5 separate regions of the Mus musculus genome follow, and regions 1, 3, 4 and 5 are each linked to region 2. The links are chromatin contacts, called in public ChIA-PET, Hi-C, HiChIP or PLAC-seq and Micro-C maps. All regions are on one chromosome and are shown on one strand. The core of a region is the stretch at or near the end of the contact, and the rest is flanking DNA. Distances in the headings are between cores, read along the strand shown. Region 1 holds the start of Polg2 (polymerase (DNA directed), gamma 2, accessory subunit). Region 2 holds the start of Limd2 (LIM domain containing 2). Region 3 holds the start of Tanc2 (tetratricopeptide repeat, ankyrin repeat and coiled-coil containing 2). Region 4 holds the start of Milr1 (mast cell immunoglobulin like receptor 1). Region 5 overlaps Mrc2 (mannose receptor, C type 2).

Evidence for each region. A called contact is a pair of places that touch in the nucleus more often than the background predicts. ChIA-PET counts read pairs in DNA pulled down with a chosen protein or histone mark. HiChIP or PLAC-seq counts read pairs in DNA pulled down with a chosen protein or histone mark.
Region 1: a contact with region 2 is called in a Hi-C map of CD8 T cells, with 3 times the contacts expected there. The contact joins the promoter of Polg2 here to the promoter of Limd2 in region 2. A contact is called at or near these places in 5 of 39 promoter capture datasets (cranial neural crest, hippocampal neurons, liver and 1 more), 5 of 484 Hi-C or Micro-C datasets (CD4 T cells, CD8 T cells, cortical neurons and 1 more), 5 of 115 datasets of contacts at active chromatin or transcription factors (astrocytes, double positive thymocytes, memory CD8 T cells and 2 more) and 1 of 9 other capture datasets (liver).
Region 3: a Micro-C map of embryonic stem cells shows a contact between it and region 2, with 3 times the contacts expected there. The contact joins the promoter of Tanc2 here to the promoter of Limd2 in region 2. A contact is called at or near these places in 1 of 39 promoter capture datasets (liver), 1 of 484 Hi-C or Micro-C datasets (embryonic stem cells) and 1 of 115 datasets of contacts at active chromatin or transcription factors (pancreatic cancer cells).
Region 4: an RNA polymerase II ChIA-PET map of memory CD8 T cells shows a contact between it and region 2, with 62 read pairs. The contact joins the promoter of Milr1 here to the promoter of Limd2 in region 2. A contact is called at or near these places in 1 of 39 promoter capture datasets (liver), 2 of 115 datasets of contacts at active chromatin or transcription factors (memory CD8 T cells and microglia) and 2 of 9 other capture datasets (embryonic stem cells and liver).
Region 5: an H3K27ac HiChIP or PLAC-seq map of extraembryonic endoderm stem cells shows a contact between it and region 2, with 5 times the contacts expected there. The contact joins the enhancer-like site here to the promoter of Limd2 in region 2. A contact is called at or near these places in 3 of 39 promoter capture datasets (hippocampal neurons, liver and stem cell-derived epiblast-like cells), 1 of 484 Hi-C or Micro-C datasets (embryonic stem cells), 5 of 115 datasets of contacts at active chromatin or transcription factors (embryonic forebrain, embryonic stem cells, extraembryonic endoderm stem cells and 2 more) and 1 of 9 other capture datasets (embryonic stem cells).

Annotation. Positions count from the first base shown.
Region 1 is chr11:106,777,670-106,782,484 of GRCm38.p6, forward strand. Polg2 (polymerase (DNA directed), gamma 2, accessory subunit) reads right to left here and starts at 1,868. Exons shown (of 8, transcript NM_015810.2): 1 at 1,290-1,868. The coding sequence starts at 1,773. Ddx5 (DEAD box helicase 5) reads right to left here. Exons shown (of 13, transcript NM_007840.3): 12 at 4,800-4,815; 13 at 2,687-4,587. The coding sequence ends at 4,181.
Region 2 is chr11:106,157,840-106,162,899 of GRCm38.p6, forward strand. Limd2 (LIM domain containing 2) reads right to left here and starts at 2,337. Exons shown (of 5, transcript NM_172397.4): 1 at 2,212-2,337; 2 at 1,509-1,603; 3 at 1,323-1,367; 4 at 1,096-1,235; 5 at 1-994. The coding sequence starts at 1,550. The coding sequence ends at 835. Gm10840 (collagen alpha-1(I) chain) reads left to right here and starts at 1,549. Exons shown (of 2, transcript XM_030246469.1): 1 at 1,549-1,619; 2 at 1,921-3,320. The coding sequence starts at 1,549. The coding sequence ends at 2,722.
Region 3 is chr11:105,587,801-105,592,791 of GRCm38.p6, forward strand. It overlaps Tanc2 (tetratricopeptide repeat, ankyrin repeat and coiled-coil containing 2), which reads left to right and starts at 2,186. Exons shown (of 26, transcript NM_181071.3): 1 at 2,186-2,449.
Region 4 is chr11:106,748,835-106,753,401 of GRCm38.p6, forward strand. Milr1 (mast cell immunoglobulin like receptor 1) reads left to right here and starts at 2,392. Exons shown (of 7, transcript NM_001033435.3): 1 at 2,392-2,555; 2 at 2,800-2,841. The coding sequence starts at 2,450.
Region 5 is chr11:105,350,343-105,354,940 of GRCm38.p6, forward strand. It overlaps Mrc2 (mannose receptor, C type 2), which reads left to right. Exons shown (of 30, transcript NM_008626.3): 30 at 1-803. Among named protein-coding and RNA genes, the nearest start is that of Mrc2, 60 kb to the left of the region's middle. Within about 2 kb of position 2,154, at least 69 of the 459 cell types and tissues checked have an H3K27ac peak or open chromatin away from gene starts, as enhancers often do. A contact at or near this core is called in extraembryonic endoderm stem cells, where this site is marked.

The sequences.
Region 1 (4,815 bases), core at 618-3,117, 620 kb after region 2:
ACTCTGACACTTTGAAGCAAGCCTGGGCTACAGACTGATTTCAAGGTAAACTTGAGATAAAGAAATCAGGTTCTCAAAAGAAGAAACAAAAGAACAGTCCAGTATCTTCAGAGAGAGAAAGAAAAAAACCAAGTGTGGGGCAGAGGCCAGCCTGGCCTACAAAGTGAGTTCCAGGACAGTCAGGGCTACAAAGAGAAACCCTGTCTCGAAAAACCAAAAAAAAAATCCTTAAACCTGGAAAGACATCTCAGCTGGTAGAAGCAGCTGCTGCTAAGCCTGAAGTCTTGAGTTCTATCCCCAGGACCCACACGATAGGAGGAGAGAACTGACTTCCATGTTATCCACACTGAACTCAAAATCTCATTTTCAGTCTGCAACTTTGATCTAAAAGACTGAGAGGTAAAAAACAGCTGATGTTTGGGGGACATGGTGAGACTGTTTAATCAATCAATACCAAGAATACAGGATAAAATATACTACAATCTAATTGCATTTATCACCGGCTTGCTTTATTTTGCTTTAAAAATTTAAGGTTACAGTATATACTAATTTTCACAAGCTTGGATTTGTAAGGTGTTGTTAGCTACTCCATACTGCTAAACGGCAGAGGCAGCATTTCCGAATTTGTTATATTTGACTTTAAAGATGTGTATCTCATCTTCTAGCTGACAAGCTAAAAAATTACCTGGCAAAAAACCCCACAAAAAAAAAAAAAACAAAACAAAGCAACAAACCAAAAACAAACAAACAAACAAAAAACACCAAGAAAAACCTGAGTTGCCAGGCAGTGGTGGCGCACGCCTTTAATCCTAGCACTTGGGAGGCAGAGGCAGGCAGATTTCCGAGTTCGAGGCCAGCCTGGTCTATAGAGTGAGTTCCAGGACAGCCAGGGCTACACAGGGAAACTCTGTCTCAAAAAAAAAAAAAAAAAAAAAAAAAAAAAGAAAAACCTGAGTTGATAATTGTATTTAAAACTGGAACAGAGGAAGTCTTTGAAAATGCCTTGGTATCAATGAAAGCATGTGACTGATTTATATAAGGTCCTACCTCTATAGTTTTAGGTTTGCTCGTCAAACTGAATGCTTTACAAATTTCTTCAGGAATGATGCCTCGGACCTTTGCCTCAAGGTGGATCACTCTGATGTTATTAAAAAAAAAAAAAAAAAAAAAAAAAGGAACCTGGTCACTTCTTTGCCTGGAAGCCTAGGGCCGTTGCTGTCTCCAAACTCGTGCAAGACTGCTTTTCCACCCCAAATCTGTTCAGAAGCACGAAACGCGAAGAGCCATACCGTGAAGAAGAGTCGCCCGTAGTTTCCCAGAAGTTTTTAATAAGTTCTCAAGAAATGCCACTAGCTGTTCCTTACTCGGCTCTCTGTCTTGCAAGATTTCGCGTATACTTTCTGGAGAGACTAACCTGAAGGCACTGTCCCTCGGCTGCGAAGAGCCCGGCTCCTGGTGGAGGGAGTCCACCGCGAAGACCTGCTCCCTGAACACCACCATAGAGGACCACCACTGTGAGGCTAGGTTCTTTCGTAACTCTACACCCAAAGGTCCAAAGCGCGCGTGGCACCCGCTCAGCAGAGCAGCCGTGCTGAGCTGCTGCGGCGTCCCGCTGAAAAAGTGCCTCCTCCGGCAGAGGTCTACCAGCGCCTCGCGGGCCACCGCATGCTCGGGGGCGTCAGGCTGCTGCGTCCCATCTGCGGGACCCGCGTACCCGGACAGCCAGCACCTGCAGGCCCTGCGGCAGGCCCTGGCGCCGCCACCGCAGCGCATCGCTTCAGGAGTCGGAACACCAGCACCTCCCGTGCAGAGCCGCAGTTTCAAACCTACACCAGCACCAGGGCCTGGGGTGCAGGCACAGCGGAAATGGACGTGCTGTAGACCACGCCCCCGGAAGAGCGTCACCCGCTGCTGAGCAGCAGCCGCCTTGGGCGTATCCCGGCCTCCGCGGCTGACGCCAGCGTCTGATTGTTTACTACCTTTGGGATTTTCCGTTTGGTAACTCCACCTGCCTCACATTCACTTGTTTAGCTTTTACCACAATCCTGTTACTATAGAGTTAGCATCAGGTTTTCCGAGCTGCCAAACAAAACGAAAAAAACCCCTTCCAAAATGTTGTCCTGGACGGTACTGATGTGAGGCTTAGCGTTCAGTCTCCAAGGGAATGTGTTGTGCACTTTTAGTTTATACTAATGCTGGCAAACATTATCACCAATGGCCACTCCACTCTCTCCCGGGTGTGGCTGGACAGACAGGGTGACCAGGTCTTAAAAAGGGCTTCGGGAATTTATTAACCACCTCCTTAAAAAGAATTTTTTTTTTTTTTTTTAAAGATTTGTGAGTTGCTGTCTTCAGACACACCAGAAGAGGCCATCACTACAGGTGGTTGTGAGGCACCGTATGGTTGCTGGAAGAGCAGTGCTCTTAACCTCTGTACTTCCCTTCTCGTAGAAATCAGTTAATACCTGACTAGGACAAAGGGGTGTTTTTGATACTGGAGTTTGATTATAAGGTGCAGGACTGTTGTGGTAGCTCACTCCTATGTTAACATATGCATAAGGGACAATCTCTGACTTCAAGGCCAGCTTGGCCTATGTATCAAATTCCAGGATAGCTGGAATGGGGAAGGCGGGGGTGCAAAAACCCAGGTAAGAGGCCTCTACGCGAATAAATAAATGAAGAGAATGGGGAGAAAAATCACATTTATTAGTTAAGACAACCACAGGCTGGACACAACACACATGCTAAAAAGTGGACTGTCTTTTAAAACTTCAAAGGTAATTTTTTCCAAGCCCCACAATCATTTCCATAATTATTTACAAAATAAAAGGTCCACATTAAGACATTGAACAGTAAAATATGTAATAAATGCTCCAATCTACACCTATACTTAAAAATCATGAATCTGACTAGCCATGCCATTGAAAACCACTCAGTACTAGAGGATGAACCAGTTTTCAATGTTATCAGCCCTGGAAAACACGCCCAGCTCCCACCCCCAGCACATTCTATTTTGTTTTAACATTTTATAAATAAGGCATTAACAATAAGCCCATTTTAAAAACAAAAAGTTAAATAACTTCCTTTAAGACTTTTGTCCTGGGCAAAAAACACACCAATTTTTTGGGAAGACATTTAGACCTACTTATAGCCATTCTGAAACAAAGCTGTTTGCTGGTGATCCTACTTAAATCTAAAGCTTTCCCCCCAATCCTTCTAGCTGTTAAGCCCATAGTGAACCTAACCCGAAAACTTTACTGTGCTTTTGGTTATGTCGTCTTCCTTGTGACTAGCCTACAAGACCCCTAAAATCCCCTGAAATAATGTGGAGACATTCCTGACTTCCAGGTGTGGCTATAAGCACTCTGGCAAGTCCTCGAGGACTAGGAACCTACAAGGTAATCCTGCACTAAAGACACAGTGCACACAGCTCTTGGGCTAACAGTCTTTCAGCTTCGCACATTTCGGCAGTTGACAACAAAACCAAGAGATGGAATAAAATTTTGATAAAGCAAAAATGTCATTACTTAAAACTGTTTTGCAAAAGAAATCAACATGTATTTATATAGTTACTGTCCTGTAGTTCACTCTTAAGGAAAATAGGCTATTAAATGACTTACTTCCCTGATACTGAAAAATGACAAAGCTTTTATCCAATAAATCTGGAATTATAAAATCCATTGTCTCTAACTTCTTCCCATACAAACAGATCATCCTAAGGGCCTTCTGAGTTCCTCTCCTAAATCCAGGAATGGGAAGTAGTCAACTTTCCTTGTGTAAAAATAAACACCAAAACAAAAATCCCCCCCAAAAACACTATCTAAGCCAAGTTGTACATGACATTATATATGTAAAATAAAGTACAATTTCACTTAATTCAGTCTTCAAATATCTTTTATTGGAAGGCCATGCATTGCCTTCATTTATTGTATTTGAAATCACTGTACAGTTACTTTTGTGAAAACACTGCCTGCATTTTCTAGTACAAAAAAAACCTAAAAATTGTTTCAGGAATGTAGAGAAATATCCAACTTAAATAGCGAAAAAAGTGCACCATAATTACTGCTGCACTGCAGTCATTTCTGCATTTCCCATGTTTCTTAAATAACTATCTTGTCTGATAACACACAATATAAAGAGCAATTATGAAAAACAGACATTTACATATACTTCTAAAGTCTTATTGAGAATACCCTGTTGGCATGGGATAGCCAATCATAGGCGCAGCAGCTGCGGTAGCAGGATATGCATATGCCTGTTGGTTCATACCATTGTGCATATTTGCAACATTACTTCCATATTGCTGAGTGCTATCATAACCGTTCTGGTAAGTCCCTGTTGGATTACCAGTCCTAAAACTGGTCTGTATGCCAGCAGATACAAAATTACTTCCAAAGCTCCCATTGGTGTAATTTGCAGCACTGTAAACACCATTCTGAGTTTTAGCCCCAAAATCTCTCTTAAGCAGATTAGAGTAGCCTCTGTCATAGTTTTCCCTGTCTCTAAAGGTATTAAATCCACCCCTTTTGCCTGCAGAGTATCTGTCACGACGATCGTCCTTCATGCCTCCTCTACCCCTGGAACGACCTGTCAAGAAAGTAAGTGGAAATTGATCAATTTTTATCTGTGGCATAAGTGTGGTAAGATAGGAGAGAGTTAGATAGCTCTATTTATGTTGGGTCTTAAGTGCTTTTAGATTCTTTAGGTTTCAAAATAAGAAGTACTCATTCTTCCGATCCCACTTTGTAGACAAGAGGTAACTGCCACCTACCAGAAACATCTCTTACGAAGATCCTTACCTGAACCTCTGTCTTC
Region 2 (5,060 bases), core at 1,087-3,586:
AGCCAGTGTGCCTGGCTACTCTGGGACGAGGATACACAGTGGGATTTCAGGTTTGACAGCTTAACACCCCAAGGTGGCACAGACCACCAGCCCCTTTAAGGCCAGGAGTATTGTGGGCTGTCCTCCATTCCCCTCGCTATGAGGAGTCTGCTGCATGCCTGCCACAAAGCATCCCCATCAGGCCACACAAGAGAGTCAAGAGCTGTTTAAATGTTTTTAAAAGAGGGTTGATCACAACAGAACAGCACAACAGATGGAGGAGCATAGCTACTGCCGACCCTGTCAGCTGAGGCTCTAGCAAGAGCTTTAGCTTTGTGGTGCAAGGGACCCCCAGACCCTGAAGGCTGCAGGCTGTCTTGCCTCTTCCCCAGCCCTCCCCCCTCAGCGAGGTGGCATCTATGAGGCCCAGTAGATGGCACTCTCCCTCTTCCAGTCTCTGTGGCTCATTACCAGGCTAAGGGGCAGAGGTAGATGGGGAGACAAGGGGGTACACAAGGCCCAGGTGGCAGTGAGGGAGCTTGGGACCCTGAGGAGGGCATGCTGACTCCTTGCTGGAGAAAAGGCACCTAAGTAGGGAAGCTGGGCTTGTGGGCCTCCCAGGGAGCCGTGGGGTGAGATGAGGTGGACTAAAGGACACAGTATGGTGAAAATTCCAATTCTGGTTCCCAACGCCAACCTCCCATGGGAAAAGTAAGGAATCCTGGAGCAGAGCCTTATGCCTGAAACCTGTGTGAGGGAGCCTCATCCTCTCCCACCCCGCGCCCCCGGGTTAATCTCCTTTCCACTGCCCAGCGGGAGGCCATGTGCTGGGAGGGAATGGGTGTTAAAGGGGTCTCAGGCCGTCTTGGTGCCTGAGTCCACCTCCTTGTGGGCCCAGAGCTCCTTGTGCTGTTTACGACCAAACCCTTCATCGTAGTTGCCTTTACTCTTAAACAGCTGCTGAAAGTGAGGTCTGCAGTAAAATTCACCGTGCATTGCAGCATAACTGCCCAGGCTGTGGAAGCAGAGAACATCTGGGTCAGTCTGGGGCAGGGCGGGAAGGTAGGGTAAGGGTGGGCAAGTAGGTGGGCAGGCCGGGACAGGGCAGGAGCGCACCTGAGTTTGGTGTGGCAGTGTTTGCAACAGAAACAAGAGTTGTGGAAAATGAGCTTGTCTGCCACCAGCCGCTCCATCGGGTACACAGTCTTCTGGCAGGCTGCACAGGTCTCCTTCACCTGAGCCCGCAAGCTAAAGGACTGTGGAGTAGGAGCAGAGTACACTTAGCAAGAAGCCGGGTTAGCGCCGACCCTTTCCTCTGCCCACACCCACCCTTAGGACCCTACCTTAGACCGCTGTACCGTGCTGCTGCCACTGCTGCCTTTGGCTTCCTGGGGGAAGAGGAAGAGTCAGAGGGGTCAGCTCTCCGGTGGCCCAGCCCACATCCCAGGGGCACTCGAGGTGGCACAAGGTGCCAAGCAAACAAGCTGCTCTTGTCCCCTTGACTCCTCCCCACCTGGCTGGACACCTACATGAGAGGGGGTGGCCTGGGCGGCTCCGGCAGCTTGGAACATGGCTCTTCAGAGGTGCTTGGTGGCCCTGGAGGAGATGCCGAGCCAAGAGGGTTCTGCAAGGGGAAGTCAGTCAGTGGGGCCCCATGAGCCCTCCCCCACTCTGCAGGCTGGGGTGTTTTTAGGCAGGGGGTTGGGGGGCTGCGGTTGGGACTTTCCCTAAGTCATTTCCTGTTGCTCTGGGTCTTGCCACTTCCGCCCCTCACCCACCCCCAACAGCCTACCCGCCCCTCATACAGCCCCCAAGGGTTAGGGGGTCCCTGAGTGGAAACATATGTGGAGACAGAACAAAGTTAGCGAGAGTGGCCGGGGACAGGGGCTCCACGGTCTTTGCCTGTGGGAAGCACAGGCAGAGACCCCGCCTGGGATGAAGGGAGGTCAGCAGAGGTCTGGGCAGGGTACCGCCAGACCCGCGCGCCCCCTCACCGGGCTTAGACGTCCAGCCCCTAGACAGTGCTGGGCCCGACCTCCTGCCTGGCCAGGCTGCGCTGCCTCCCGCGCCCGCTCTTCGGGACCCCAGACCCCGAAACCCCACCCCACCACGAGCCGGCCCTACGGGACCGACGCGAGCCTCGGGATCCCCGCGAGCGCAACGCGCGAACCGCCAGGCGGCGTCGGCCCCGCAACGCTCCGCGCCCCTCCCCCCGGCCGCCGTGGGTCTCACCGGGCCCGGCCTGCGCCGCGGGGCGGGGGTCGGTCGCTGCGGGACCGCCTCGGGTGCAAGTGGCGCGGGCGCGAGCTGCCGCCGCTGCCAGTGGTCCCCGAGCGGCAGCCGCCGCCTCACCGCGGCGCCGCCCCCGCCGGCCCCCGCCCCGCGCCCGCCCATTGGCTCCGCGCGCCCGGGGCCGCCTCCGGGAGAAGCCGCCGCCGACCCCCCTCTGTGCTTTGTCTTTCCCTTGCTCGCCGTCCCCCCGCCTTTGTCTGCCCCCACATCGCTTTCACAGCCCGCGCTCTCCCGCCTCCCGGAGCCAACCTCCTCTGCCGCTCGTGGAGAAGGGACGACGGCGGGGACCGAATCGCAGATCTCGGGAGGAGACGAGTTCAGCCTGCGATCGACACGCAAGGCTCTTCCGGCGCGGACCTTCAGAAATGGCCTGGGCCTTTACTGCCTCGGTTTACCCGTTAGCCGTTGTGAACGCAGTCCCATTAGCTCCGCCCCCTTCTTGCGCTCTTAAGACCCAGTAGTTTGAGGCACCCCACTGTGGGGACTCGGGAGGCAGGTCCACTGGCAGCCACGGAGTCCTACAGAGGAAGATGGAGGCGGCTCGTAGTCCCTCCGTATACCCCGATGTTAGGCCAAGGGAGCCGGCGGTGGGCCCATGTCACTACTGAAGGGGTGTGACAGATCCGCTATCCGAGAACTGCAGCCTTGTGGTTTCCGAAATCACCAGCCCCCTTAAGCTCGACATCCTAAATGGTTTCTGTGACCAGATTTTGTGGGATTAGTAACCTCGGGCCTTGCCATGGCCCAGGTCAAGCCCCTATCTGAAAGGACCCACTTCCTTGCATCAAGCACACCTTGTTCCACCGAAGGGAGCAGAGAGCCATTTAGGCTGGAGTTGTTTAGAGAACAAAGTGCAACAAGAGCTGCTTTTGCCGCTCCGCCCCAGCCCACTGCACAGCAGGTTGAGGGGAAGGACTCTAGGCAGCAGCATCTAGGGCACAGACTTCTGCTGAGGGCTTTGCCTGAAGCCCAGCTGGAGACTGTCTTCACACAGCCCTCGGCGACATATTTCCACACCCCTGTAACAGGAATAAAACTGGTGGCTCTAGCGCAGGCCCACGCGTGTCAGGGAACAGAACAACTTACCGCCTCCTGCCTGGCAGGGGAACAGGGAGGCAGCAGGCAGCATCACCCATCCCCACCCGCGCCCCACTGTGGTGCTAATGCACCCACGCTGAGCTTCGCTTTTCTCCCTCAGCCTCAGGTCGATGTTTGCCTGCACTGAGGCTCAGCCTGGACTTCGTAATGGGTGTTCCTCCACAACTAGGGGTGACTCTTCCTAGGAAAAATTATCCACACCTATCATCAGATTCTCCAAGGGAGCTGTTTTGTACAAGAAGGGTGAAGCCCTTAGGGACACCAGGCAGCTGCTCCGGGGCACTGATTGGCAGCCCGCCCTGCTGGGACCATCTGTGGGCAGAGCTGGAGAAAGCTACCACAGTCAGCAGTTAGCTAGGAGGAGGAAGGATCGAAAGCAGCTAACTGTGGGCCCACGCCAGCGTTCTGAGTTCGAAGCCACCCAGGGCTACAAGTCATATCCTGGTACACACGGACACACACACAAAAAATTTTTTTAAGTATCTGAGAAAAAGTTGGGCAGGGGCTAGAAGCGCTGGAGTGTCACATGAGCTTCTGTCACATGCCATTTCAGGTCCCCTAGCCTACCTCCAGTAGGAAAATTTTTTTAAAGTTTCTTTAAATGTTCTGTAGTTGTTAGACAAGATCTCTAGCCCAGGCGGGACTCAAACCAGCTATGTAGCAAAGGGTGATGTTCAATCCCATCCTCTCGCCTCTACCCCCAAGTGCTAGGTTTATAAAGTACTCTGAGCCATGCCCAGTAGAGAGAGTCCTGAGGAGCTGGGGAGCAAAACATGGCGCTTGCCAGGCGGTGGTGGCACACGCCTTTAATCCCAACACTGGGGAGGCAGAGGCAGGCGGATTTCTGAGTTCGAAGCCAGCCTAGTCTACAGAGTGAGTTCCAGGACAGCCAGGGCTACACAGAGAAACCCTGTCTGGGGGGTGGGGGGGACACACGACATGGCACTTCACGTCTGCTGTGTGAGTACTCTGCCAACCAAGCTGGACTCCCAGCCTCAACTGTAAAACTTCCTAAGAAAACATAAAGTTTCCTTGGGGAGCATTTGATGGTCTGAGAATTCTCAGAAAAAAGGGGCATAAGACCTCAGCCAGAGGTGAGGGCCTCACCCAGGGGACTGGCAAGGTGGAAAATGCTGAGCTGGGGTTGTACACGTGGGCATGCACAGGAACAAGGTCAGAACAGGTCCCCTTGCTCCTCATCCCTGGCTGCCAGCCAGGACGACAGGTTCTTGGGTTACACTTGCTGGGTATTAGTACCAACCATAAGGAGACAAACATCAGGTTACAAGACAAAATCTTCCACCCCTTGCTGCCCAGAGGTGGGCTTGGCTAGTTGCCAGCACTGGTACCCTTTCTGATAATTTTGCCAAGGCAAAATCTAATACTAGGGCTGGCAAGATGGCTCAGTGGTTAAGAGCACTGACTGCTCTTCCGAAGGTTCTGAGTTCAAACCCCAGCAACCACACCCGTAATGAGATCTAACGCCCTGTTCTGGTGCGTCTGAAGTCAGCTACCGTGCACTTATGTATAATAATAAATAAATCTTTGGGTCAGAGCAAGCAGGGACTGAGCGAGGGGAGTTTACCAAAGTGAGAGGAGCTGACCGGAGCGAGTGGGGCTGACCAGAGCGAGCAGAGGTCCTACACCACATGAAGGCTCACAACCATCTGTACAGCTACAATGTACTCACA
Region 3 (4,991 bases), core at 936-3,435, 570 kb before region 2:
ACCCCTGACTGCTTCATAATTTCTCAAGGGAAGGAATGTTATTAGCTTCAGCAAAACCCACAGGAAACAGCTTAGATACAAAATAATCTTTAAAATAAATAAAAAGACTAAAAGAGACGGAAGGAGGGTAAATTCAAGTCTAAAAACAATGCAAACAGTTGGTATTTTTCCACGAACACTTTATTGTATACTATATTCTGTACTAAATATTTCTCAAAGTTTTGTTTAAATTTCATAATCACTCTGTGAGGTATCATGACTCATTCCAAACAGGTGAAGAAAAGTTTCAAAGACTTGCTTAGCACCACGTCCCAGGGTAAGTGGAAAGTGACACGGACCAAACCTGTTCTTTGACTCCAGAGATAACGACATTGTAATGTTTCATTGTGAAACTGTTGAAATGTAACGTTTCTTTGTGGGTTAAAACCTAAACACAGGCACAGTTTCCTTTTGAGGTGTGTATGCAGTTGTGACCATTAACCAGTGTTGACCATTCTAATAATCCAGAAAATTTCCCTCTGATGCCCACCTCACCTACCTCAGTCCCCTGCTCCTATCACCATAGGCAGGTAGGTTTTAGTTAGACTTAACTTTTGGAACTAGTATCAACAGTCCATATGTCTTTCACATGACTAATTATAGTCATACCTCAGAGTTCTACCTCAGAGTTCTCAAGCGTTCACTGGAATGGCTTGCTTTCTGACGTGACTTCATGTCCATTTTTTAAAAATATTGCATTGAAATTAATATTTTTTTTAAAAAAATCAAAGAAATTACATAAGTGCTATGGGGTTGGGGTAGATTCAGATAGACTGTTATCAAAATAAGCAACCAATCAATCAATTTCTCCACCTTCTAAACGGCACTGAAACAACACCCTTGATTGATGCAATTTGTGAATCTATTTCCAATCATGGCATTTCATTAAGAAGCAGATGACGAAAAAGTCATCTCAGTTAATGGGATGGAAGTTCACCCAAGCAAAATATGCAACGATGATTGCTTTGTATCATCTTGTAGCACGCACTTGGGAAAAAATTTTTATTCCAAGAATCCTGCAAAGTTGAAGGGCTGTTTTCGTGGTTTGAAGCAAGCTGAAGACCATCTAGGCAGAGAGTTTGGGGAGAAACATGACTGAATAGCCTCCAATGGGGTCTTAATGTGATGACTTTCTATGCTTAGCCGGGTGCCTTGAAATCACTATAGTTCTTATTGAAGCTGGTAATGACAGAGGCAGCGTGTCAACTTTACTGAAGTCTAGCAAGCTAAGGTTAGAGAACTGTCATCAATTGTTCCAGATGACAGTTTTCTTTCTTCCTCTCTATTTTCCCTCGCCCCCCCCCCGCCCCCAAGCCATTGTTGTTTTTCCTCCCATCCCTGTTCGAAAGGCAACGGTGGCATCTTGAAAGCAGTCTACACATTACCACTGAGACGCAGGAGAGGAATAACTGACACTTGTTGGCGTCGATGACTTTGAGTGACACGTGTGCCTGTGGTGACCAGAGCCGGGGGCAGTCTAGAGGAACGTTCGGGCTATCAAAGCAGGAGGAAAGGCCCCCAGAAGTGGGCGCACGTGACAGCAGCAGCCACCTCGAGAGTGACATCATCTCGGGGGGCGGAGCCAAACTCTTTAGGGCCTTGTCAGCTATTGAGCTTCCTCTCCTCTTCCTTACCAAATGCCTTCGACCCCACCAGTCCAAGCCCCCTGAGGAAACCAGAAATGCCTACACGTCCTGCAGCGCCAGGGCCCCCTCTGTCAGCGCGGAGCCGGGGTTCACCACCACCAGCTCTCGCAACGCCTCCCCGCCCCCAGGCCGTGGAGGGGCGGGGGGCGGGGGCGCGCGCGCTCCACCACGCACGCGCCCCCACGCACGCGCTCTCCCTCCGCGCTCGCGCTCCTCCCCAACCCGGCCCGGAGGGGGCGGGGCTGCGGGCGGCCTCCGAGGGTGCGACGCCCCCGGCGCGGCGGCGGCGCTAGAGAGCGGCCTGCCGGGCGCGGGTTGCTGGGCGCGCGCTGCTCCGGCGGGGCCCGCTGGCCACAGCCGCCTCGCGCCAGCCGCCCGCCCGCCCAGCGCGGCCAGCTGCGAGCGCCGCTAGCGCGGGGCCCCAGGCGGCAGGCGCCGCGCTCCCTCCGCCGCCCCGCGCGCCTCCTCGGGCGGCCCCGCCCCCGTTCCCATCCCCCTCGCGCTCACCTCCCGGCTGTGCCGCGCGCGAGGCGGAGCGAGGCGCCCGCCGCCGCCGCGGTGCTGAGGGGCGAGCCTGTCCCCCCCGCGCCGCCGCTGACAGGAGGACCGCAGCGGGCTGCCAGCGCTCGCCGGCCGCGAGGCCCCGCCGAGCCCGACTGAGGTGCGGATCCTCCGTGGGGCGTCCGCGGGCGGCGCGGTCCTCACCGGAGACCACTGGCACGCGGGCTTGACCCCGAGGTGCGCCGCGCCCCTTAGAACGGCAGGTAAGGGCTGGGCGAGCAGGGAAGAAGGGTCGGTGAGGGTGAGGTGACAGGGGCGTTCGCTTGCGACGCCTCAGCTGCGGGGGCTGGGGCGAGCAGGGAGACTGGGAAACGGACAGTGAAGTGCCTCCGGTGTCGAAGGCGTGGGGAAGGCAGGCTGCCTCCGAATGAATGTGGGACCGAGGGCGGCTTCGGAGGGCTCCGGGGTCTACCACTTGGTTGTCACCGAGGTTGGTCTTGGTATTTGGTACCTGGAGGGTCTTTGGATGACGGGGACCGGGATGAGATGCGAGGCAGATTGCTAAACGTGGCAAGGAATGTGGTGCAGAACGAGTTGCAAAATGTGTCCCTGAATGCAGCATAAAAGTAGTTGTGAAATGTGCCAGGTAAAGGCACAGGATGGGCTGGCCTCTGTGGCGTAGAAATGCATGGTAGAAGTGTTATTAGGAACATGAATAATTCCTTTGGGGAAGGAGGTGTACTATAATAAAAGACTAATGGGGCTTTTGCTACATATTCTGTCGTAGGAGATCGAGAGGAGCTGCGATTTTTGACATGGGGAAAGTACCCACGTGAAAGCAAAAAAAAAAAAAAAAAAAAAAGATTGTCTGATTGTGAGATGGGAAAGGAAAAAAATGGGGCTAAAATGATTTCAGATTTTGTCATCAACATGTAGAGCATCCATGCAATTGTAGCCTGTCTCTCTATTCCAGGTGTGGAATGTTTAAAATGTTTCCCAGAAAACATAAACAATGGTCATTAGCATTAGGAAAAGATTGGATGTCTTTCACTCTCTCCTCTGCTCCTCTCAAGGAAAAAAGAAAAAAAAGAAAAACACAAACAACAAAAAAAGACAAACAAGCCAAGCACCCTGACTGTAATTGTGTGTTCAGGATCGTTAGGCAAAGGGAACGATTTTTCATGTGTCCCTGCCTTGGCTTTTTTACAGGTGAAAATAAGTGGAACAAGGAAAACAGAACAATATGGTGAACAAAAGGGATAAATTTTCAGGCATTTTGAAGGGTTGGAGCCAAAAGCTATGGCAGTGGCTAATTACAGAGCCTGGCAATAGTGGAATATTCTGGTATGTTTTAGCTCTTGAGATGGGATGGTGAGATAAGATAAAAACGCTATACAGTAAATTGGCATAAAATGCAGCAACATGGATACTGTCAATGTAGTTAGTGTTCCTTGTAGCATTTACCAGGTAAATTGTCTTCGGGATGTGAGGGAAAACCAGAAACAAATGAAACAACTGTTCCTTACCTCTCTTCCTCCTCCTTTCAACCCCATCTTTCTCTCTTAAGTGTGTGTGTGTGTCCACATGCTACAAAACGTTGTGACTTCCATCTAAGAACATCTGTGTTTTGAGAGGATTGTCAGAACATACTGTAATTTCAAAAGTAACAAAAGACAGCTAGATGAGCCATTAAAAATAACGTGTGTATACATTGAGTATCTGTGTAACTGAAACAAAAGCAGAAATATTTGATGTGTTCACCAGGGTGTATTTAATTATTGATGATATCTTGGTGTGTTATGTTGGAATTCTTATAAATTGAATTACCTGCGTGAATGTTGTTCTTATTATAGTAATTTGCCAGATAATCTGAAAATTCATAGTGATTGGCTTCGCCCTGGTTCCAGATTCATTCATTGAGGGATCATTTCCTTCAAAAACGAAATTGGATTTTCCTTGATTAATTTTGAACTTTAGTCTTTTCTGAAGATATTTAGCCTTTTCTGAAGAGGCTCTGTTGAGGCTAAAGAGAGAAGAGGGCCAGAAGAGAATAAAGAGCAGTTCTGTTGGGTCTTCCTGTTTTGTTCTGACTGTAAGCCATATGCACTGCCACCCCCTACTGTCTGTAGGAAGAGGTGTTGCAGAACCCTGTTCTTTCCTTGTTATCACTGCCCCCTTGTGTAAGGGAAGAAATTGATAGCTGCAACTTTTGGGAAACAGTCTTTTCAGATTGTTCTTTATCATTGGAGTGGCTATGTAGATCTATTAATCACTTGTTTACTTTAAAGTGCATAGCTAGGAACACATGTTAACCAGATCTTAGATTTGATGTCCCATTTAAATAGTATCTGATATTAGTTAATTCAGGTTGCTAAAAATGCTCAGGAACATGGGACTCTATTACTTTAGTAGTAGTAGGTTACATTTATACAGCATACACTTCCTGACAGTCTTGTACATTGTTTATACAGTTACAAAATTCTTTGAGGTATATATTGTTATTTCCATTTTACCCAGGAGAAATGGAAACAGATTAATTTGCCAAAGATTATGTAGCTGAGAATTGGAAATGCTGTTTTAATTTAGAAACTCTGGCTGGAAACTCTGGCTCCTAACTGTCCTTCATCACTATACTGGATTGTCCTCGAATTAGTACTGACAAGGCATACTGTACTTAAATGCACATGTCCACCATAAAGCAAATAAACTGTGTACACATGTGCAAAGAGTGCTTATAGTAAATACTTCTTTTTAGGAATTTGTTTTTAAATTCTTTTTATGTGATTATAAGCAGTAAGTAGTCTT
Region 4 (4,567 bases), core at 1,142-3,641, 590 kb after region 2:
AAGAAAGAAATTAAAGACTTTCTAGAGTTCAGTAAAAATGAGGACACAACATACTCAAAGTTATGGGACACAATGAAAGCAGTTCTAAGAGGAAAGTTCATAGTATCAAGTGCCTTCATAAAGAAGTTGGAGGGGCTGGTGAGATGGCTCAGTGGGTAAGAGCACCCGACTGCTCTTCCGAAGGTCCAGAGTTCAAATCCCAGCAACCACATGGTGGCTCACAACCATCTGTAACAAGATTTGACTCCCTCTTCTGATGTGTCTGAAGACAGCTACAGTGTACTTACATATAATAATAAATTAAAAATCTTTAAAAAAAAAAAGAAGTTGGAGAATTCTCATACAAATTAAAAGTACACCTGAAAGCTCTAGAACAAAAGTAAGCAAACACACCCAAAAGGAGTAGATAGCTGGAGATGATGAAACTCGGACCTGAAATTGTTCAATTAGAAACAAACAGTACAAAGAATCAACAAAACCAAGAAAGACAAACAAGATAGACAAACACTTAGCCACACTAATAGGCAGAGAGGGCAGAGAGACAGTACCAAAATTAAGACAATCAGAGATAAAAAGGGAGACATAAGGACTCTGGGGAAGTTCAAAGATTCACTAGGTCTTCAAAAGCCTGCACTTCACAAAACTGGAAAATCTAAAAGGAATGGATGATTTTGTCGACAAATACTAAGTACCAAAGTTAAATCAAGATCAGGTAAATATTTAAACATCCCTATAACCCCTAAAGAAATAGAAGCAGTCATTAAAACTCTCCCAACCAAAAAATGCCCAGGGCCAGAAGGTTTTAGCGAAGAATTCTACCAGACTTTTAAAGAAGAGCTAATGCCAATACTCCTTAAATTAGTCCACAAAATAAAAACAGAAGGAACATTGCTAAACTCATTCTATGAGGCCACAGACATCCTGAACCACACAAAGACTTAACAAAGAAAGAGAACTTAAGGGGCTGAAGAGATGGCTCAGTGGGTAAAAGCACCCGACTGCTCTTCCGAAGGTCCGGAGTTCAAATCCCAGCAACCACATGGTGGCTCACAACCATCCGTAACGAGATCTGACTCCCACTTCTGGAGTGTCTGAAGACAAGCTACAGTGTACTTACATATAATAAATAAATAAACAAGTATTAAAAAAAAGAGAACTTCAGACTAATTTCCCTTATGAACATTGATGTAAAAATACTCAATAAAATATTTGCAAACCAAACCCAAGAAGACATCATCTACCAAGCAAGATGCTAGAGAGGCAGGAGGGTGGCCGGAAGGTCTTACAGAGCAGCCTGGTGTGACTTACCTCCAGAGGTGATGAGAGGAGCTGAGAGCAATGTTGCTGAGGTTCTGGTCTGAATACGCCGACCTGAGAAGAGTGTGCCAAAGGACTCTCTGAATCCCTCCTCCAATTACCTTCAGGCTGCATGTATAGAAGATGTACCTTATACATCTGGAACCTGTCTCTCACCTCATAGGCAGCTAGGAAGTGTGTGTGTGTGTGCGCGCGTGTGTGTGCGTGTGTGCGTGTGTGGTGTGAAAGTGTTGATCCCATTGGGTGAAAGTAAGAACACTATCACAGTTTTTGAGCCAAATTGCTATGCTGGCTAAGACAATCCATCCTCAGGATTCCGGGAGTATGTCACCAAGGTACATTAATCGGAGGTTTATAAAGAAAGGCAAACCCCAAAAGGCTACATACTTTCCACCTTTGTCCAATCAGGAGCAAGCAAACATCCTGGCATACTCTCTGCTTATGTACCTCCAGCCTACATTCGATCAAACACATCCTGTGCAGATGGGGCAACCAAGCTTGTCTAAAGAAGCAAACAAAGGACTTGTAATCTTAAATGAACAACGGCCGACAGCACGCCAGGAAGTTCTCTGTGCTCTGGAGAGTAGGGCTTACTTGTCAGAGGCATTTTTCATTTTTCTTTTAGGAGGGGGAAGGGAGATGGGGGGGGGAGAGGGGGAGGGTGAGGGGGAGGAAGAGAGAGAGAGAGAGAGAGAGAGAGAGAGAGAGAGAGAGAGAGAGAGAATATAAAAGATCCATTATCGGGGCTGGTGAGTGAGATGGCTCAGTGGTTAAGAGCACTGACTGCTCTTCTGGAGGTCATGAGTTCAAATCCCAGCAACCACATGGTGGCTCACAACTATCTGTAATGAAAAACAAATAAAAAAACCTATGGGCCGGAGTGAAAGGGAAGGGGAAAAAAGGGGGAAAGAAGGGGGAAAAAAAAGAAAGATCCGTTATCACCAAGCAGCAGCTCTAAGTGAGATAGGAGACCTTGCGGTCTGAGCAGCTGTTCCAGTAATATGAAGGACAGTTAAACCAACGAGTCATAGGTCCTGTTGAGTAAACTTGTCTAAATCCTCTCATTTCCTGTGTGTGGTTGGGAAGAGGAATCTCAGAAGCCGAGCCCCATTCTGTAGTAACTCAATTAACCATGGGCGATGGTGACTCGCCAATGTGCCTCTCTGCCGTTTCATTCAAGGGAATAAGATGCTGGCTGGACAAACTGTTACTTTGGGCTCTTACAATTTCTATCACACGTAAGCCTGATTCGATATTTTAAGAATTGACTCTGGGACGGGGGGGCCAGCACTTGGTGGAGCAAAGGCAGGTGGATCTCTGTGGAGCCAGCCTGATCTACACAGAGTTCATGGCCAGCCAGGGCTACCTAGAGAGACCCTGTCTTGAAAAGTCAAAGACGAAAAAACAAACAAGAATCATCTCTCAAAATAATCACATGGGAAATGAGGTTTTTTTTCTCTAATCTTCCATTTTCTCTTTCAGTTCAGAATGCTGCAGTGGATTGTACGAGGGTGGAAAATAACGGTAAGTTTCATTTCCTGAAAGTATGGGCATCAAAATGGTCAGATAGCTGACTCTGAACATGAGCGTTCACTTACTGGGATTTCTGTGTTTTTAGATCGGCAACCAAGAGCAAAGCCTTTCTATTATCTGCTAGGAGGCCAATGAGCTGAGGTTTAGAGAGGGCATTAATTGTAGCAATTTTGTTTTTCCACCTGAAACTTGGCCGGGCAAAATCTGAGATTGTTTTTTACCATGAAAACCTCCAAACTTCCTTTGTTATCACTTTTAGCTAGAAAACCCTCCCGTGATTTTTGTAAATTTTTATTAATTTATTTACTTTTGAGGCTGAGCCTCATGTAGGTCAGGCTGGCCTCAAACTCTATTACGTGGCCAAGGCTAAACTAGACTAACTCCTAAACTCTCAAATGCTGGGACCCAGCCCACCATGCCCACTCAAACCCCTTTTAAATTAATTCAGGCAACTAGTACTATGCCTAGGTAGAGCTCTACTGTGGAGTCAGAGTGCTTTGCTGCTGAGCCTGGCTTGCTGCTGCCCAGCTGGCAAGCCGGGCACACAAACTAATGACTTTTGAGGGTGGTTTCTTTCATCGGTGAGAAGGGGTGGCCCCAATCCTGGTTCCTCTGCAGTCTTTGCGGCACATCGGTCCTTCCGTGTAAGCTAACCACATAAAGTTGAAAGTGCTGTTGTGTGCAACCCAGCCTGTCTTCCCTCCCCTCCCCTCCCCATCCCGAAGCAGGCAGCTTCTTTCTGTGGACTGTTGGTGATAAGATCTTGCTACATAGCCTAGCACTCACTATGTAGCCGAAGCTGATGCTGAACTCATGAGAATCCTTCTGCTTCAGCCTGTTAAGTCCTGAGTGTGGGAGAGCACACAGTGGAGCAGTCTAGATGGACATCTTTGCGTCGGTCTGTGGTGTCAGAGTTTATTGAATAGCAATAAATTCACCAGCTATGTTGCTTCTCTTGGCTGTGATTTTCCAAGCAGTCCTGATTTCTCTTGATAGCCAGCAGTCAGTAAACATGAGTTCTTTTATTCCAATTTTAAATGTAATATTAACTCTCAGAGCATATATTACATATCTTACAGTAAACATACACATGAGTATGTATGTATACCAGCTCACAGACTGGATACCAAAGCCATAGCAGACAGAATTTAAGGAGTTTTACCAGGCCTTACTGAAGGCAATCTCACGTAGCCCAGGCTGGCCTAGAACTCACTAGGTCAGCATAGACTGACCTTGAATTCTTCATCCATCTGCCTCCATCCCCCAAGTCCTGAAATTACAGGAGAAAGAAAGACCCTGGGGAAGCAGGGGCTTCCCAGCAGGAGAGCAGAAAAGGATGTGTCACAGGATCTGAATTAAGGTTGGTTACTTAATGAAAGACTCCAAGCTACAGGTCTGCCCCTGGCTTATAGGAAGTAAAATCGATGATAAGAAAAGTTGGCAGGTCTTACCTGAAAAGCAGTGCAAATGGGAAGTTAAATCCAGTGTCAAAGTCAAACAAAAACATAGAGACCGATGTGCAATAAAGGAATTTTTATCTGGGAAAAAGCAAACGATATGGAACACAAGTGTGTAGACCCGGTGGCCTCTGGCACACCTGAAGAACAAAGGAAAGATTGGGATTGACTGGAGGGGCGGGGGGGACGGGGGACAATTTCCCTAAGGTGCTTGCTTCCACCTGGAGAAGGGGCATATTGTTTTTCTCACTACTGTGAGA
Region 5 (4,598 bases), core at 904-3,403, 810 kb before region 2:
AGCCTGCCCCGTCCCTTGGGGTGGCTCTCTGTCACCTCTCCTACTCGGCTACATCAGCTCTGTCTCCTCACCCTGCCCTCGTGCCTTTTTTTCCACCCAGTGCCTCCTTCTGAGCCATGGCCCTGGGACTTGGGTGATCTCTCTCTCTCTCTCTCTCTCTCTCTCTCTCATTCTCTCTCTCTTTCTCTCTGGGTGGGGGTCAGCTGAAGAGGCTGGCCAAGCATCTGTCACTCCTGTGCCTGCTGGAATGGACCTAGGGTATGGCAGGAGGGAGCCTAGGTGGCTCAGGTGTACAAACCAGGGCACCGGTGTGGTGTCTGCTGGAGTAGAGATGGAACTTCGGAGAGACACCTTATCCACTCACAGGGTGTCATCTCCTGCTGGTCAGGGGAGGGCTCTGTCCTTGAAAGAGTCCCCTGTGGGGACCAAAATAAGTTCCCTAATGTCTCCGGCTTCTGGCTCTGGCTTGGAGAGAGGGAAGATGGTTTGGAGGGGGAGGGGCGCTGGTGAGGCTGTAACCTGGGACAGCACCAGGTGCTACCATCTGGTGTGGCCTAGGAGACCAACTCATGGAACCACTCAGCACCTTTTTCCAGAGGAGAGTCCCAGCCAGGATGGAGAGTGCCAGTCCCCGTGTCCCAGTGCAGGACGATGTGAACAAAAACTCAAAGCGGACCCTCTATTGTAGTTCTTGATTCTCGAAATGTGCTATTATTGTTTGTCTTTTTTTTTTTTTTTTTAAAGAAGGAAAAAGAGAAAAAGAATAGCAAACAAATAAAAACCTTCCAGAGGCTTGAGAAGTCAGCGTTTGTGCCTCCTTCTCTGCAGAGTCTGACCCCCGCAGCCCTGTAGGGACAGATGGCAGCTCTGTCCAGTTGTTTCTGTAGCCTGCCATTTTGCCTCTGAGCTTTTGGCTCTCCTCAGGAGACAAGTCGTCCCTGCCTACAAGCGTGTGAACTTGGGCACCTGAGCTCATTGTCCCATCAGCTTGAATAGGGCGTAGAGGATCTCCTAGGGTTGGGCTGTCGGAAAGATGCTTAAGGATGTGGTGAGTGTCCTTACCAAGTGCCTCTGAGTGCATGCAGTAAGCACTCCATAAATGCTAACTGCTACTCTTATTTCTAAAGTTTTTTTTTATTACATTGTGTGTGTGTGTGTGTGTGTGTGTGTGTGTGTGTGTGTGTGTGTGCGTGTGTGTGTGTAGGGTGAGCAATATGAATACCTGGACCAGAGTGGGAGCAGAGGGTCCCTAATGTCTCAGAGGACCGACAGGGTGACTGCAGGAGTGTGGCTGAGTGGGTGCAGGCCAGGACGCAGTGGCATGGTGGATACTGTAAGGAAGGCTGCCAGTGGGAATGGCTGATCTGATCTTTAACAAGTTCATTGTAACCGCGGTAAGGGACACAGACAATGGATGGGAGATGGGGGAGGGGAAGCAGAGGAAGCCCTTGCAATCATTAAGACCTCAGAAGATGGTGGCTGGTTTGGCCTGGAACACTAGCGGTGGTTTAGAGGCGTTGTGCGTTCTCAGGCTTACCCTGTCCAGGACTTTTAAAATCTTAGTTCTACTTGTTTTGGATAGGCAGTGTGGTCATGTGGTTCAGAGCCTAAAGGAGTGAAAAGAATACATAAAGACACCCATTGAATGTTCTCGCTCCTTCCCTTGCCCATCCACCCTGGACGCTCCTGCCATGATGGTTTTCCGAGTCTCTTTCCAATGTTTGATTCAGGCTGGGGGAAGCCACTAGGAAACATGGGATCTGGATTGCCCAGGGGGACAGCAGATCAGCTGCTTTCTGCCGGGATCAGATGTGCAGGATGAATGGGTGGGACCGCCCAAGACAGAAGAACTCTAGAGAGTCCGTGAGCTGCATTCCTGAGTGTGTGTGTGTGTGTGTGTGTGTGTGTGTGTGTGTGTGGGCTCCTCCAGCTGTCCCTACTCTGCAGCTCTCACAAGACCCATGGGAGATAGGTAGGCCAGGCATTCCGGAAGGGACGGAAGGGACCGTCAATCCAAAGTAAGGTCCTTAATGATTAACCCACTTTACCTTCAAGTGATTTGCTCTCCAAACAGAGGCCAGAGTAGCCCCTTTGTGAGTCGAGTGCTTTGCTACTAGCTGTGGCTCAAGGGTTGCTCTTCAGGCTGCTGGGAGCGGCTCTGAGGGCAGGGATGCCAGTGACCATTGCCCTGAGAGAGAAGGAAGCAGCGTGGTAAAAAGCAGTGTGAGCTCTATTGGGTCATTTGAGTAGTTGAAGGAATGAGGCTCCAAATGTCCAGTGCCACCCATCTATTTGAGAGAGAGACAGAGAGAGAGAGAGAGAGAGAGAGAGAGAGAGAGAGAGAGAGAGCATGTGCATGCCAGCAGCTGACTGGGTAAGCAAGCCTACTGACCCCAGCAGCCCCAGAAATCTACCTATCTGTACCCCCAAGAGTTACGAGCATAGGCAGCTGCTGCTCCTGGGTTTTATGTGGGTGCTGAGGATTCGAACCCAGGCCCTCACCCTTCCAGGGCAAGCATGAATTGACTCCCCAAACCTTGACAAGTTAATTTTTCCTTTTCTTTCTCTGGTGACTGGAGTCTTGCCAGAGGCCACATTCAATCCAAGTTTGTCCTACAGCCTCTTAGGCCTGGGGGCTCCCCAGAGAGTATGTTCTAAGCCTTCCTGCAGAAGAGTTAGGGAATGTTCCCGTAGTTCTCTGAGTGGTCAGGAAGAAGGCTCTGGACCTGGCCACTTGCCCTCTGGCTCCCAGCCAGTTCTAGTTTTAGAACATGTGACAAGGACTTCTATCTTCTGGTGGGGCTCAGTTCAGTTGACCACGAAGCATCTCTTCTGTGTGCCAGGTTCTCTGCGGAGCCTGCTGAGTGGCAGATGGCCTGAGACCTGTCCCAGGCCTGAGCGAAGGGCACTGTCTACCAGGCACGGAGCCCAGCTTTCCCTTGCAGGTCTGAACTGGCCCAGCTTCGAGCACCTGAATATTCAGTGACAGCTCAATGAATCCATGAATGAATGGGAAGACAGGGCAGCTCTCCAGAGAACAGCATTCCCCTATCTCCTATCAAAGCAGAGATGGCCTCCTCCCAGGTACCCTGGCAGAGCAGGCCTGGCCCAGTGGGCAGCTCTCTGAGGCCACAGGGGCAAGGAGCCAGCCAGCCTCACCACATGGCTATCCTGGAACAGAGCCGCCCAAACCTGGTCAAGCTGCCTGGACCAGTGGGGCAGGAGTCTCTGGCAGACCTGAGGTAAAGAACTAGCATCGTGAGGGAAGGCAGAAAGGAGACACTCAGGGAAGTCAGAAGAGGACAAATGAGGGATTGAAGAGGGTCCAGCATGAGAAGAAAGTGCCCAGATCTTCCCGCAGGCCTGACTTTCCTTAGGAGGGTGTTGCCAAGAGGCCTCAGGGAACTGCTGACTTCAGTCTTTGGCTCCCATCAGAATCAGCTCCATTGCATCAAAGGGGAGGGGCTGGCTTTAACCCTTCCTTGTCTGAAAAGCAAGTAGTTACAGACACTAGAAAGAGGTCTGAGCAACTGCCAGGCACCAAGGTTCAAGGCCATGTATTCAGAGAAGCCAAATACTGAATTTATCAGTTGGCTGGTGGCTTTTCTGGGGATCCCAGGCAGTGACACTTTTCTAGTTCCATCCATACTGTCTTACTTCCAGACACCCCTGAGGTCTGTGGGGTGTCTAGCTGTCCATAGGGGAGACACCTGGCCCTCTGTTACTGTGGGGTGTCCAGCTGTGTGTGTGCGTGTGTGTGTGCGTGTGTGTGTAGACACCTGGCCCTCTGTTACTGTAGGGTGTCCAGCTGTGCCAGGCAGGGGGAGACACCTGGCCCTCTGACACTGTAATTCCATCAGCTTCTGCAGATTTGCACTGTCCTCCTCCCTTGGAATTTGAGGAAAGTGCGAGGTGTCCTCCACGATAAGGACAACAAACTGTTATTAGACACAATCTCCCCTTGCTATTCCAGTGGGTTCATTCCACGATCTGCTGCTGCTCTCTATATGCACGGCTGTCCAAGTCCAAGCCCCTTGTATAAAATGCATTATATAAATAGTATCGTATATAGTCTCCATTCCCTCATATATGTTAAATAAATGCTCGAAAACCTGGTCCTCCCTGTTGGTCAGCCCTCTCCTACCACCTCAGTTTCCCTCTCCTGGACTCCACAAGCCATTAAAAACCTTGTTCTCTTCTCGCTTCCTTGGCTTTGTGCTACTGTTGTTAATGCTGTGAGTGTGGGTGTTTTGCCTGTGCATGTGTTTGTGGACCACACACAGGCTTAGTGTCTATGGAGGCCAGAAGTGGGAATTGGATATCGTAGAACTGGAGTTACAGGTGGTTGTGAGGCACTATGTGGGTGCTGGGAATTGAAACCTAGGTCTATTGGGTGAGCAGCCAGGGCTCTTGACTGCTGAGCCCTCTCTGCAGCCCTTCTTCCAGGGGCCTTTGTTGCAAGTGCTGGCTCTGAGACCCCTGAAATCCCTGCCTGGAGCTGATAGCGAATGCTATCTGTTCTCTTTGTCACAGAGCTCACGGGTTGGGTGCATGGCTTTGCTCAATAGACTTAACAGATACTATGAACTTCAGAGGGC